Linked DNA regions of Zea mays: region 2 is linked to region 1. A link is a contact called in public Hi-C data. All regions are on one chromosome and are shown on one strand. Each heading gives the region's core, a stretch centred on a gene start, on an enhancer-like site or on the middle of the called end of the contact. The rest is flanking DNA. Distances are from core to core; before and after follow the strand shown.

The links. Hi-C and Micro-C count contacts between places; a contact is called where the count stands out from the background.
Region 2: a Hi-C map of tassel shows a contact between it and region 1, with 3 times the contacts expected there. The contact joins two enhancer-like sites. A contact is called at or near these places in 5 of 25 Hi-C or Micro-C datasets (ear, endosperm, leaf and 1 more).

Annotation. Positions count from the first base shown.
Region 1 is chr9:71,775,827-71,779,308 of Zm-B73-REFERENCE-NAM-5.0, reverse strand. No RefSeq gene overlaps it. Among protein-coding and RNA genes, the nearest start is that of LOC103638477, 16 kb to the left of the region's middle. Within about 2 kb of position 1,453, at least 16 of the 20 cell types and tissues checked have an H3K27ac peak or open chromatin away from gene starts, as enhancers often do. A contact at or near this core is called in ear, leaf and tassel, where this site is marked.
Region 2 is chr9:71,919,073-71,922,275 of Zm-B73-REFERENCE-NAM-5.0, reverse strand. No RefSeq gene overlaps it. Among protein-coding and RNA genes, the nearest start is that of LOC103638474, 5.9 kb to the right of the region's middle. Within about 2 kb of position 1,940, at least 18 of the 20 cell types and tissues checked have an H3K27ac peak or open chromatin away from gene starts, as enhancers often do. A contact at or near this core is called in ear, leaf and tassel, where this site is marked.

The DNA.
Region 1 (3,482 bases), core at 204-2,703:
TATTATCTATGTGTTTGGTTCCGTGCACAGGATGAGCCTGGGCGGCCAGATACTGTCCGACCTATGCGTACCCACGCACGTAGCTGAGGGGCTTCTTTTTTGTCCGCACTGTGCGGATGCAACCAATGCCCCTGCATGAAGGTTAGCAAACTCTATAAGATTTAAAACTAGTTAGTCCTTATCGTCATGTCCTTCACACCATTATTATTGAAACCAATTAATATATGACCAAATAAGTGTCATTTTTCCAAACTTAGTTGCGTTAGAAAACACAAATTAATTAGTCACAAATGATAATGATGTAATAAATCATCAGAACCGAATTAGGATCTCGATTTGAATATAAGAATGTGTTATAATTAACCTGTCAAAAAAATGTAAAATTTCAACTCAACCATATATCGTAGAAGCACCAGCACCAACCAAATTATTCAGTCTTTAGATTAATGCATAAAAGGGGGATCATAGTAATCTTCGGCTACGTACACATCTTTATTCTCTAAAGTAAGTAATGATGTTTCTGGATACACAAACGGCTATCTAAGGCACTCATGACAAGTGGCTGGATCATTCTGTGGCTTTACATAATACTGATTAAGTTACTGGGACGCCTTCTGGAGGTGAGCTAAGTTGTGTGCTGTATAATTAGCTATGCATGCTTCGGTTTCTGCTGCATCTGCTTGTCGTTGATGATTAGCTGATAGCATTGGACAGTATTGCATATGTCTAAAGACATTCTGCCGTCAAAAATCTAGTGGTGGTCCTAAAGGGATTTTTGTTCTCTAGTTTGGATATCCTTTCAGTTGTGGATCAAAACGATTACTTGAAAAAACATAGCACTCAGCAAATGGTGATCCAATTAGCATCTAAGAAGACACATACTAGAGCAGAGCTGAATCTGACTTACTAGAACGATGTTCATCAAAGTCGATTCAACATTAAATTTGTACCTGAAGTCCTGAATTGAATACCAAAGGCTCTGGGCACACTAAAAACAACAAGTCGGCATACGTGACCTTTGAAGCTGCAATCGATTAGTATCTGACAGTACTGCTAGTGATGCCGTGCTACATGGATGATGGCGTCAGCTACGTTGGAAAGTTTACGGTGCATACGAATTATGATGCCATTAGAGGTGACAAGGATCGCCTTTCAAGACATCTCCACTGAGCCCACTCATGGTTCCCGCCCGGTGAATCGCATGCTGAATTATGGTTTCTTAGCCCGGACGCTAAGCATCTATCATTAAGCCTTCTCCGTCCCATATGCCTTGCTAGGCCGTTTACAAATTTCGGAGAAGGGATCTTGCTCCTGTTCTGTTATTACGGATCCATAGCTCGTGGCCGGTAACCAATTCAATCTCAGAACTGGGCTTGGGCCAGCAGTCACAAACCATTAACGGCCACTATCGTGTTCCAATCCACTATATCAGCACGGGCTTTAAGAGGACATCTACTTTGGGCCGCAGAATTCTGGATGCCCACCGGGCGCGGCAACGGGCAGTGGCCAGGGTGGGCTTAGGGTTGAGAAAAGCGTGTAATTGAAACTTCAAAAAAAAATATTCTTTGATATGTCAAATCTCACTGCTCCCCGAAAAACTGCCCTTTGATCAATTGCGGCGCGCACAGTTTTCTTTCTTCTGCGTGTTCTTTTTCTTTCTTCGGCGCCATATATTCTGTTAAGTAACCCTAGTTAGGGTTATATGGGCAAATAACGGCTTTGCCCCTGAGGAGTCTCACATCTCTATATAAGGAACATGTACACCCCATCATATGATAGAGAACAGAAAGAGGCCAGAGGCCCAACCCTATATCCTGTGTCTCGTGTGTTTCCTCTGTCGTGCTTATGAGAAGGGAGACGGGTTCTCTACAGCTTCTCGCGCCTCTACTGCTGACGGGAGGGAAGGGAGCGGATCTGGTGATCCGTGGTAACGTAGTTCTCAACACGTTATCAGCACGCTCTACCTCGACGTTTGCTGCGAGATCAGATCTGCATCAACTCTCCGTCAAGCCGGCAGGTCCCTGGCTTTGCCGAACTGTCCTACGCGACAGGCTTCGTTTTCGTTCGCTAAATCATAAACACCGGTAAGAAATTTCAAGTGAATCTGCGATTTACTGTTGGTGTAAGTCATACGGCAATAAGAAAAGGAAGAAAAGTTTCCTGAAGAAACCAAAGATGTGGCCCTGCTCCCGCTAGCACTCCCTTCCACTCGCCCGATCCGTGCAGCGGCGGCAGCCAGTCCGCCCACCAGTGGGGGCTCGTCCGCACAGTGTCAATGGCACGCCTGCTCGCCCTCGTAGCAACGCTCGACGGGCCCGCATGCCATCAGATGCAGAGACTAAAGCACGGCGATCACCCATGGCTTCCTGAAGAAGCAGCGCATATAGAAGGGTCAGCGGCGGCATTGCTTTTCTGCCCACACGCCAAGCACGAAGCCGACGGTGCTCGTTGTGCCCTTGCGGGCCGCAACTAGCGGCAGTAGCTACGCATGAAGAAAGTGTGGTCCGCCGTCCGCGAGAGGAAACTGTGGCTTCTGCGTGCAGCCCCCATGGCCATGATCCATCTGCGCAGACCTGGCTCCCACGAAAACCGGATCGAGCGACCGTTGGGCAGTTATGCGGCGTTCACTGTTTTGCATGCCGCCTGCGCCGGGCATGGAGCCGGACCCGGATTGATATAACCTTTCTCCCGTAAAAAAAAGCACTCCCAGCCGTCACTCGTTCGCGCGGACTCCAAGTCTTGCATGCTGCGCATGAACCACATGCAGGAGGGCACACAAATCGAGCTGGTGCAAAACGGAGAATCAAAAGGGAGAAAGAAATTTGTTTGTGTTAATTAATTATTTTATATCGCAAATCAACAGTAGACAGATGAATAATAAAATATGAGAAAATGTCTTTTTTATACCTCATAACAGTGTTATGTTTATACATTAATTCCGATGTTTATTTTTTCTGCATTAATATTATTTCCGGTAGTAAATAATTAGCAGAAAATTATTAAAACATATGTGAAAGCTATACTGCGCATATTTAAATCGCTCTATTTTTTGTGTTGCTTTATAACTTTTGACCTCACGTCGAGCGATTAAATGATATAGTGGGTACTCAGACACGTCGATCAGACTACATTATTATCGGCTGAGGTATGACATTAGTTTAATATTGACTGCGCTCTGGCAACACGACGCAATATTTTGTGCCGTTCGAACTTGGCTGCGTCATATGTTTGCTATGTCGCGCTCTCGCTTAATCGGATCGCTCCAGTTGAGTTGTACCGCCATCGCCGAGTCACACATTTTTCGTGGGCCCTGAAGGCATTGCATGTGTGTCGCAACTATTGAGTCACAATAGCGCTTGTTGCGCCTGCTGTGCATGTTGCGTGTACTTATCGTGTACCCCAACTACCAAGCCACAACCGCGCCTGTTGCGCTTATTACGAAGGCTTACTATATTGTCGTAGCCCTGATGGCCGCCCACGCG
Region 2 (3,203 bases), core at 691-3,190, 140 kb before region 1:
TTGTCGCACGATATAATGGTGCATACAAGGTTGACATGTCCCTTATAATTTGAGTTGATGATAAGTGATTATCAATGTATAGCATCTCGGATTGAGTCGTGGATTAACTGAGGCATGAGTTATTGTGCTGTGTAACCATGTCTCTCGGCTTGTGGTATGCAGGTGTGCAGTACAGGGACGGTGGTCGATGACGAAGGTGAAGGTCATGCGAGTTCATGCCGACGGTGAAGGACAAGCGCTAGGACTTGACCGAGGGACTAGAGTCGCCGGGTGACTAGCCAAAGTGGCTGACACCTGGGATACGTACCGATGCGAGGACGTGGCAGAGTGGGTCGTGTTACCGGTACGATCAAGGACTTGCGGGGCAACGTGTTCAAGACGTGGGGGACGCACATGCGGTGCACACTCACGAAGCTTTCGGTTGTGACACCCAAAATCCTATTTTGGTGTTTATAAGAGTTTCTCCAAAAGATTAAGAGTTAAAATGTACTTTAATATTGGTCCTTCACTTTTAAAGTTATTTTCTCCTAAAATAAGTGGTTAGCAATACTAAGGCGTTGTTAGTAAAATATAGAGCTTAAGACTTTTGAAACTAGGATTTAACTTGAAATGCAGCAAAATAAGATATAATAATAGAAGACCCTTCATATTTATTATTCCTCTTAGTAATCATATAATAAATACTTTCAAATGGTTGAATAAAAAAAGTAACTCAAAATAAAAGATTATATAACTCCTTTCCCTAAACTGAATAAATATTTTATAGTCATGTTTTTGTGTATAAATGAATAATAAATACTAAGTTTTAAATGTGGTCAATATTGATCTTCTTAACTAAATAGTATGAAAGGATCTCTTATTATTTAATGCTATGAATCAAATTTTTAAAACAAAGGGTACTAGATAAAATAAAAATCTTGCATCCCATGCTGCTTAGTTTTGATTGTTTCATATTCTGTGCAAATTTGATTTTGGAATTCGGATATGAATGAAGAAATTGAAATAGAAAAGATAAAAGAAAAGGGGGGACTGTGCTGGGTTGATTCCCTCGATCCGGCCCACTTCTCTACGCCCTCGCCCCAAGTTACCCACTCGAACTACGCAGCCCAGTTTCCTCACCCCCTCCGCTTCACCGACACGTCGGGCCGACTTGACAGCGCTCCCTCACGCGTGGGGCATGTTTACCATGAAACGCTGACTGGTGCCCCCAAACCCTCATCAGGGTTGTTGGGATCGGGTCAAACACCCCCCCCCCCCCCCCCCCCCCCTCTGGGTGTGGAATTTGCTGGCAGGGGCACAAAACCCGAGCCCCGCTGCCCCTCTGTCCATAAGCCAAGTCGGAACAAGCAGCCCCCAAGCCGAGCGCGCGTGCAGAGTGAAACAATGGGAGGGAAAAGAGAGAGAAGTCGACAAGTCGTGACTGCCATCATCGAATCACGAATAATCCTACGACGAATCCTCGATGGATTACCAGGGAACTTAGAAGTGGATCATAGAAGTTGGAGGGCGCAAAAGTGAGCCGACTACCATGAATTCCTCACTGAACTCCATGACACCGATGTGGGCTGCAAGAACCCGTGGCCAGTTCTCTACATGGTGCAATGCAATCGCAGGTAAGAAACTATCCGTGAAGTTCGCCTTGTCGTTCTCTACGTGTAGCACCGTTTATCGTGGAGTTTGGCGCGCTGTGGCCGGTGTCAGCCATGCGACATCGAGGTGCGCCGCCGCCGCGATGTGGGCGCCGCCCGACGTTGGTTAGCTAGGAGGGAGAACAGCTCCTGACCATCGATCCGGCCCTGATCAAACCAGATTAGAAGATGGCATACTTGTTCGCGTTAATGCGTTATAGATCCCAGTCATCGATCTCAGATCAAGTGGGTCTGATCCAGTTGGCAATGTTTTGGATCTGGGCCAAGGATCCTGGATCCCACGGTCCAGAGGGCGTGCCAGTTTAGATCTAATCTGAACCATTATAGGGAGATCCAACAGCTAGAGTGAACTCATACCCCTTTGGCCAGACAAAGTTTCTAAAGAGACCCTCGGTTTTATTTAAATGAATCCGTCGTCCACTATAACTAAAAGAGTATTACAATTGGATCCTACAATTCACAAAACAACCCCTAAGTTCCTGAAAAAGGTGTCCACAGTTCTTGGAACTGTGATATTCATAAAATCTGATAAGGAAATTGAGTTTAGGTATACAAATAATTCTAGAAACTTAGGAAATCTATATCTTCTTCATTTAAACACCGATTTAATTTGTTCCAGTTGCATTAGATTCATATAAATATTTACTATACTGTGACAAACATTATTTTGTCATATCACATACTTTTATAGTTAGATATTTAATTACCCTATAAATAGTAGATTAATCTTTTTATCACAGTAACCTGACTATAATTATAAGTTGACTAGCAGATGATCTCTAACCAAGTTATAACCTAGATTAAAGTTGAGTTTGTTACTTATTTAGAATATCTTTCTCACATAATGTATATTAATCAACTTATAAACATAGTTTTATTGTTTAATCGCCTAGAAGATGAGACAACCATATCTTTTTAACTGTAACTCCAATTTTAGTGATTCTCGAACCTACGTTCTTATAGCGACGCATAGAATATTCTTACGCTTTTGGTTAATATGATTTTGTGTAATGTTACTATCAGGTATCATAATTAGGGGTACCTATATTACGTCCCTAAATACACGCTTAACCCCAAGACCACCATCAGACCCATTCCTCGAAGTCAAGAGATCATAAACCACGCTTCGCCCGAGCCTGCCCTCAGACAAGGTACGTTCTCGGGAGGATCCTCGTCCTGGCCTCATAGGCCTCAGCCGAAGGACGCAGGAGATAGTAGCATTCGATGCGCACACCTACCCCTCACAGCGTTGCAGGTGAACAGGAGCGACACGACCGTGGTCCTATCGGACTTCACCAACTACGATGACTCATGCGGCCACTGTTCCCGCACACTGCCTGCTAACTCCCAATGGGACACACATACGACAAGAGTGCAGGCTGGCCCTCGGGTGCAAAATCTAGCTCGCCCAAAGCCGACCTGATCCTTGGGACAAACTCTGCCTCGCCCGAGCCCAACCTCGGTTACCTGCTCCCCGCTAATCTCGCATGAGGCCACTCCTTCAACTGTGTTGCACACTTCTATGAAACCTAGAGCGGGCTCGCTCTCGACCTC